Regions from separate parts of the Anas platyrhynchos genome. Here region 1 is linked to region 2. A link is a contact called in public Hi-C data. All regions are on one chromosome and are shown on one strand. The core of a region is the stretch at or near the end of the contact, and the rest is flanking DNA. Distances in the headings are between cores, read along the strand shown. Region 1 has its middle 9.9 kb from the start of MED6. Region 2 overlaps MAP3K9 (mitogen-activated protein kinase kinase kinase 9).

What was found. Hi-C and Micro-C count contacts between places; a contact is called where the count stands out from the background.
Region 1: a contact with region 2 is called in a Hi-C map of F1 follicle, with 3 times the contacts expected there. The contact joins two enhancer-like sites. A contact is called at or near these places in 2 of 8 Hi-C or Micro-C datasets (F1 follicle and liver).

Annotation. Positions count from the first base shown.
Region 1 is chr5:36,421,016-36,424,641 of IASCAAS_PekinDuck_T2T, forward strand. No RefSeq gene overlaps it. Among named protein-coding and RNA genes, the nearest start is that of MED6, 9.9 kb to the right of the region's middle. Within about 2 kb of position 2,091, at least 1 of the 8 cell types and tissues checked has an H3K27ac peak or open chromatin away from gene starts, as enhancers often do.
Region 2 is chr5:36,344,828-36,348,669 of IASCAAS_PekinDuck_T2T, forward strand. It overlaps MAP3K9 (mitogen-activated protein kinase kinase kinase 9), which reads left to right. Exons shown (of 16, transcript XR_003497351.3): 6 at 61-301; 7 at 1,090-1,212; 8 at 1,943-2,096. Among named protein-coding and RNA genes, the nearest start is that of MAP3K9, 41 kb to the left of the region's middle. Within about 2 kb of position 1,919, at least 2 of the 8 cell types and tissues checked have an H3K27ac peak or open chromatin away from gene starts, as enhancers often do.

The sequences.
Region 1 (3,626 bases), core at 841-3,340, 76 kb after region 2:
GAAATGAAAGGAAAAACTACAATAAAAACAGTACCCGTTCACTTCAGGGAGGAAGCAATGGATGTTTGAAGATGGAGATGGTGCAGCTTCTTGAAAGACAAGCTGGTGGCTGGAGCCCTTGTGCAAACTGTGGTATCTAGAGCAGGGCCACAGCAGCACGGGGGCAAGGAAGCAAAGCTGAGCATCAGTGGCAGTGAAAAATCCATGTTGAGCCATAAACAGGCAAAATGTGCAAAACCCTTTTATCTGTCATTATTCTACAGGTAGCATTTGGTATCTAGACAACTGTCATCTGGAGAAACCAATTTAAAAGTAGATATTATTGCCAAATAAGGATGGGCACAGTGCAGAGAGGTGGTTAAGGAGAAAACCCATTTTCCAAATGGGGACAAAGAGCTTTAGGGACCAAAAGGATCTTTGATTGCCTTTTTGGAAAACCATGAGTACATGTAAGCAGAAGTACAAATACCTATTTTTCTTCTACTGCATACGTTCTGAAGTAGCAGAATAAGAAAAGCACAGTAATTGCAGCCCTCTAGTTCTACCACATCTGGTCCTGAACATATGTAGAGAATGGAGTAGCATGCAGCCTGATTGTTCATTACTGTGGCTTGACCTGCTCCAGCTAAAGTCAGTAAGACACTACTACAAAACATGGGCCTCCAAAATCCTTCCTGCATACATTCAGAGGTCTGTGCGTATGACAGTGAAGTATGTGGGCATATGGGACAGACTTTCTGGGAGCCTGTCTGCAAACCTGCCAAATCTACAAGCAGATAACAGACTTTGCAGCTCTCTAGGATTTTCTCATGCAGAGGTCAGGCACAGCTTATGAAGAATTCATCTAAAATCAGACTGTAAGCCAAGAACAGGCCTGACATTAAAACATGACCTTTTCTTGTTCTCATTATTCCACAAATTTATATTAACCAAATATACATTGAGTGAACACAGAAAAAAATGGACACTTATCTGCTAAAATGAAAATATATATGTTAATGTAAATTATAAAATTGCTTGTATGACCTCAACATTTGTAATGCAGAGTCTCTGAGCTGATTTGGCACTTGTCAAATCTTGGAGATCAAAAGGCAAATGATGTCACCAAAACACCCCAGACAATAGGCAATGGGTAAACAATGGGTACATAAGCAATGGATTCCTCATTTTTCAGCACACACCTGGAACTTTGTTTGCAAGTGGCAATATTACTCAACATACTGCATTTCATATTCACAGTTATAAAAGAGAGAATACACTGTTGTGGTCATCTGCTCTGATTTCCTTTGTAACACAGGTAATGTAATCTTAACTGGTGATCTGTGATTAATTTCTTACTTTTATTTGAGCTCTGACATATATTTATGAAGACATTGGGTCCTGACAAAATCTTCAAGGAATGGAAATTCTTCAGGGGTTCTTGATTGCTTATTCTAGTTGCTGATTACCAACATTTTATTTTACCGATTTCAGCTTCTAATCATCAGATCTTGATGTATTTTTTTCTGCTAGATTGCACAGTCAACTACTGTAACAAAAAATCTTTTGTCTTAACAGCTATTTGTTGATTGATTGTGGTATACTTGTGGCTTCTTTTGGTTAAACTGAATAGACCAGGTTACTCTTGCTGAAATCCCTTGCTGAAAATGGAGGTTTTCTAAATTACTGATCAGTTCTGTAGCTCTTTTCTGAACTCCTTTCTCAAACACCCTTTAAGTGCAAACACTCGAACTAAGCTTAGTTTTCATCGATGATCTCATTCTTCCCCAATTCTTCCCAACAATCCTTGCTTCAAAATCAGGTATTACACTCACATTTTTTCTTTTTAAGATCCTGAACAGAACTGATTTTTACATAGTGTTTGTTTGTTTGTTGCTGTTGTTGATGTTACAATTTCATAAAGGGCAAACGTAAATGCCATACCAGAATATGCATGTGTTAAATAAGACTGATCTCATTTCTCAGCCAATTTTGCAGCTTCTTTAAGAATCATACTAAGTTTGTCTGGAGAGATTCCTTTTGCAGCAAACCAAGCTGATTGGTATTGACCATGCCTCTGTTTGTTTCTGTGATTTTGTCTCCCGCCAGCTAGCCCCTGATTCCACTGGGATCAGGGTCAATCTAACTAGTCTGGAGTCACTCTGATACTTATGTCTGTTCTTTTTAAGAACAGACAAAACAAGACTATTCTTCAATATCTAAACACTGTGGAAATTCTAAAAGATCTCAAAAGAAAAAAAAAAAGGAAAAAAGAAAAAAAGGAAAAAAATCAATAGTAGCAGCGCTACTAGCTCTTAAGTCAACTCATATAATAATCTCTTTTGATACCTTGGAGAGTAACGAAATCAGACAGGAAGCAATACAGGCTTATGCCGTAAAATACCTTGTTAGGACTTGCCACTGTGACAATGAGTCGAGCTGCTATAATCAAAGGTGTGACTTGGAAACATCCATTTTCATTTTTGATTCTTAGACCGGTGGCATTCACTGAAACCTCAAGGATTTCCACAATTCCAGTCATTTGTGTATGTTTTGGCTATGTGGCACCAAACCTTTAAAATGAAAAGAAAGGTCATTCCAGTGACTTCAGAGAGTTTCTGCAGTATGTGGAAATATATATTAATTTAGGAGCATAGGACAGGCAGGATCGGTATGAGTAATAGCTTCAGTGTCCAGATTTCATTTAATTCTTAATCCATCGGTTTTCAATTAAGGACTGTTTGCACATGAAGACCAGCCTAGAAAAATCTCTCACTGGGCTGTTGCCTTTCTTTACGAAATTGTATAATTATTTTAAGAGCATTGTCATCACAATGCTAAGCTGAGAAACACCAGTACTGAAAAATGTAGAGCCATTAGAAGAATAAGCTATGCTTAACCTTATTAGCAAGATCACTCATTCTGTAGTGCAAGGCTTTGGGGACGGTGGGAATTGGGCCAGCCTGCCGGGAGTCACGGGATGTGCTGCAACTGTCTTCTGGTTGTTTACTTGCTATGCCATATAATACTTAGTTTAGTTTATTGATTATTCCTTTTTCTTTCTGTTTAAGTGTTCTTTCTACAGTAACTCGTCTACTTATCTATCTAAATGTATATATATATATATATATATATATATATATATATATATAAAATATATATATATATATTTATCTTTGGGAATGTGATCTATGTCAGGTGACAGAGACACAAGGTTAAAGTCCAACGTCTTAGCAGCACCCCTGTGTTTCTCAACCAAATTATCTTCTCCACTTCTCTCCCCTGACTCCCACTTTTCCCAGCAGACCCAACCCCTCTTACATATCCCGTAGCACCACCTACTGGGATGAGGATTCCCAGATGAATCTGGTTCAGGAGGCTGGGGATAAGGTCCACTATCAGCGTACATATGAAGCTACCTTATAAATGTATAATGTGTTTTTAGCATTTTACTAGTGAGCGGTGGGATGAAGAGATGACAGGCACAGACAAAGTACTTAGAAACTTGCCTCTAACTATTTACCGTATGCATTAAGAGCGCTTTATAGTTATGATGGATGCTGAAATGAGATATTTGAGCTGCATTAAGGATATAGGAATTGATACAATCACTTAGTGTCGTGCTCACATTACAAATCAGATCATTG
Region 2 (3,842 bases), core at 669-3,168:
TAGTCTAAATGCCCAGATCATGAGGTAGCTTTTCTTTTCTTCTTTCTGATCTCCCTGTAGGAGCTTCGCACATGGGAAGAAGAGCTGACTCGTGCTGCTGTTGAACAGAAGAACCATGAGGAGTTGCTCCGAAGGCGGGAACAGGAGCTAGCAGAGCGTGAGATTGATATCCTGGAAAGGGAACTCAACATCATCATCCACCAGCTGTGTCAGGAGAAGCCCCGGGTGAAGAAACGCATGGGGAAGTTCAAGAAGAATCGGCTCAAGTTAAAAGATGGCAATAATATCAGCCTGCCTTCAGGTTGGTGATGCAGGCAATGTCAGGTGAAATGGGAGGAACAAGCGAACCTGTAACTTTGGTGCCTCCTTTGTGCTGACACTTAGCATTAGGAAGTACTAGATGTACTTTGGGAGAAAAAACACCTCTGGCATCAAGCAACTAAGTTTGATGCTCTCGTGGCTAGCATTCCCCAAAGGCAACAGTTCAAAGTATATAGGAAAAAAGTGAGTTTGAGATGTTACACTTTTAGTTGAAAGGCTGTATGTGGCTCATAGCAAAAATGTTGATGTTGCAGTTTAGTGTGTTGCAGTTTAGCATGTCACAGCTCAAAATGATCAGTTTAATAAAGATTGTAAAAAGTATGTTGCTGCTCTGGGAATATTTTACAGAATGCAGCAGAAACCATAAGCTACTGGATCTTTTTGCTGCAGGAATCTTAAAAAAAAAAAAATAATAATAATACAAAAAACCACGTTAATAGCTGTGAGAGCACAGCACTACACAGCTAGTTCATATGTGAACTCAAGTTGAACACAAGTAATCTCCAACAGAACCCTGAAAGAAGCGTTAGCTACTGGTGAGGTATCTGGGATGTCAGAGTGTCTTCATGACTGTGAGCATGTCTTTGTCCTGAAGGAACTGTGTGAAAAATGAGCAGCAATTAGCTGTAAAACTTCAGTTTTACATCGGTCTTGTAAATTTCACATTTTGAAGGTTACGATAAACAATTTATTCTTCTTTCTTATATTTAAAAAAATGTAATTGTGTCTTTCTGCTTATGTTTTGAATTCTTTTCTTTTGATAAACAGATTTCCAGCATAAATTCACTGTGCAGGCTTCTCCAACGATGGATAAAAGGAAAAGCTTGATCAGTAGCTGCTCCAGCCCTCCTGCAAGTCCTACCATTATTCCCAGACTCAGGGCCATACAGTGTAAGGAGCTCAATGTAGTATTGAATTTGGGAAATGTGCAGTCTGTCAGCGTGGTAAGATGCCAAGATTCCATATCTAGGACAGGACTGTAAAAAATGTTCCTAAAATGTTGGCCTTGTGCCCTGCATGTATGAATTTAGAGAGAAAAATAGCGTATGTTGGCAAGTGGGAGTGGGGAGTTGGGTTTTGTGTTCTTTGGAGACTAAGCCTCACCTATGTTCTTGAAAGATTGCTGCTGTACTGTACAGAAAATACATTCCTTGGATGTACAGGCTGATCTTTAGAAGACTAAATTTGCAGAGAAGATCTGTGAAACGCAGTTGAAGATGATTAAGTTACTGCTGGAAGGACAGAAAAACAAGGATGTTGCCATGAAAATGGTGTTCCCATAATAACACACAATTAGGGAGATAAATGTGTACTAGAAGTATGAAAGGAATGTTAGTGGATGTGTAGTGTTTGTATCAGTGTCACATTTGTGTTTCTAGTATCAAACTGGTATTTCTAAAAGGGAAACCAGTGGAGAAATAAAGTCATAAAGCCTGTCTACAGTAATTTGAAGGGATCTGGTTGTTAGATTAGTGTTGATACATCCTGAGAATTATGTGGAAGAACCCCAAATGGACACTTCAGTTACTATTCTTCTGGCCTGTGTTCTTTGCGTTGTTTTGGGACCAACCTGGTTATCTGTTTTTTTCCCATTTTCTCTCTGTTTTTCCCACTTGTTTAGTGACTCCTGCTGAAAGCAGTAAAACATGGGGACGAAACTCAGTCCTTCCAAAGGAGGAAGGAGAGGAAGAAGAGAAGAGAGGCCAGAAGAAAAAAGGGCGCACGTGGGGACCAAGCTCACTTTGTCACAAGGAGCTAGGTGCAGGAGAAGATGGGTAAGAAGAGAGGGCCTGGAATCAGGCTGGTGTCCAGGTTCTGAAGCTGGTTATAAGCTGGCTCACAGGAGATTTGCCTGCCTTCTTGCAAGCACTTTTCTGCTTACAGATGTGCTGTGCCTGAGGTGTTAGAGATCCAAAACAGAGATCCATGTTGCATTCATTGCCTTGCTAGAGGTCCAGTACAGACCTGATGATTTTGCTGCCCACTGTTACCTCACGTGTTACTTTAAGCAGTAAAACTTACTTTTACACAGCTCCTTAGCTGCGTAAAACTATTTTTTTTCTAGGTTTTCTTTATTTTCAGGCTCAATTTATTGTAATTTCATATCGTATCTGCAAATACTTATTTTACAATTCTCAACTATGATTTTTAGAAAGATTTTCCATGATGCTGTTTAAAAAGTATCTGTAGAGCCAGTCAAACATCGCCTTTTCCAGGTTTTTTAAAGGACACATGTACCTTCAGTGAATATGCCGTAAAAGTGATATTCTACAGAGATGTGAGTTGCACCTGGCCCTTTTTTGTAGATTCTTGTTCTATGGCACCATTTTTTCCCTTGTGAATTATTTCTACCCATCCTCAGATTATTGCTGAAATGCTGCTTAAAAAAGAGGAATATTTTAATGATCTAAGACTCGTGAGAGGTTTCAATGCCTCATGATTTTTAGTGGAATTTGAAGTTTATTCCGCTGCTAAATTGATAGGTTGACTTTTGCCATATTTTCATCAGGGGAAAATAAGATAACTAATAAGATATTTTTTCTTTAATATTATGTGCTCAGGTGTGAAACTCTTAGCAAATAGATGTTTATATAATGTATCACCACTGCAGTATTCTGCAGGAGGGCTTAATCTAAGCATTCAGTGCTGAAGAAATATTCGGATAATTCCCTCAATAATAGGCTTTAACTTTTGGTTAGCCCTGAAGTGGTCATGCAGTTGGACTAGAGGATCTTTTAAGGTCCCTTAGAACTGAACTATTTTATTCTATTCCAGTGAACCACCTTCTTCATTCACAGTACTCTTGACATATGTTAACAGGGCAATGTGGAGGAAACTTCTTTGCCTGTGCTTTATCTGTACTGTAGACAGAGCATTGCATTCTTCAGAATTAAAACATGCTATATTTTACAGGCATTAATTATTCTAAAAATAAAAAGGTCAGGAGATTACTGAAGCTGGTAGAGAAACACTTCTGCCTTGAAGTAATAATTAGAATTTGGGGAATAAATCTTTTTTTTTCTGTTTTCCTGGTCCTTCCTGTGCAGTCTGAAGAACTGCTTTTGAGTACAGACAGCTGAAAAGGAGTTACATGCTAACTGTGCCTGCTCTTAAAATTATCCTGTTCTCTTGAAAACTGTGATGATCTGTACTATTCACCACCTTTTCCAGGAAGGCATTGTAAGACTATTGCATTTTGCAAAGTATCTGAAATATGATAGTGTTACTGAGAGGGCAGTGTGGTTAGCATACAATGAACTGCTGCTTCTCACTGACTTCATGCCAGACTCAGATTATTGAAAAGGAATAGGGTTGCAGTAAATATTAGTACCTTGGTTGATAGAGTGCTTGCTATTCTTTTCTTTTTTTGTCTGATTTGGGAGAATAGGGATAAAAAAAGAAGTTAGTCGAAGAGCTAAACTTAGCATAGAAAAGTCCAGTGTAAGTTTTCCCCATGACACTGCTGGTAACAGTACTGCTGCTGTTCCATCTGCTTATGCAACTCTGTGATGAAGCCAATT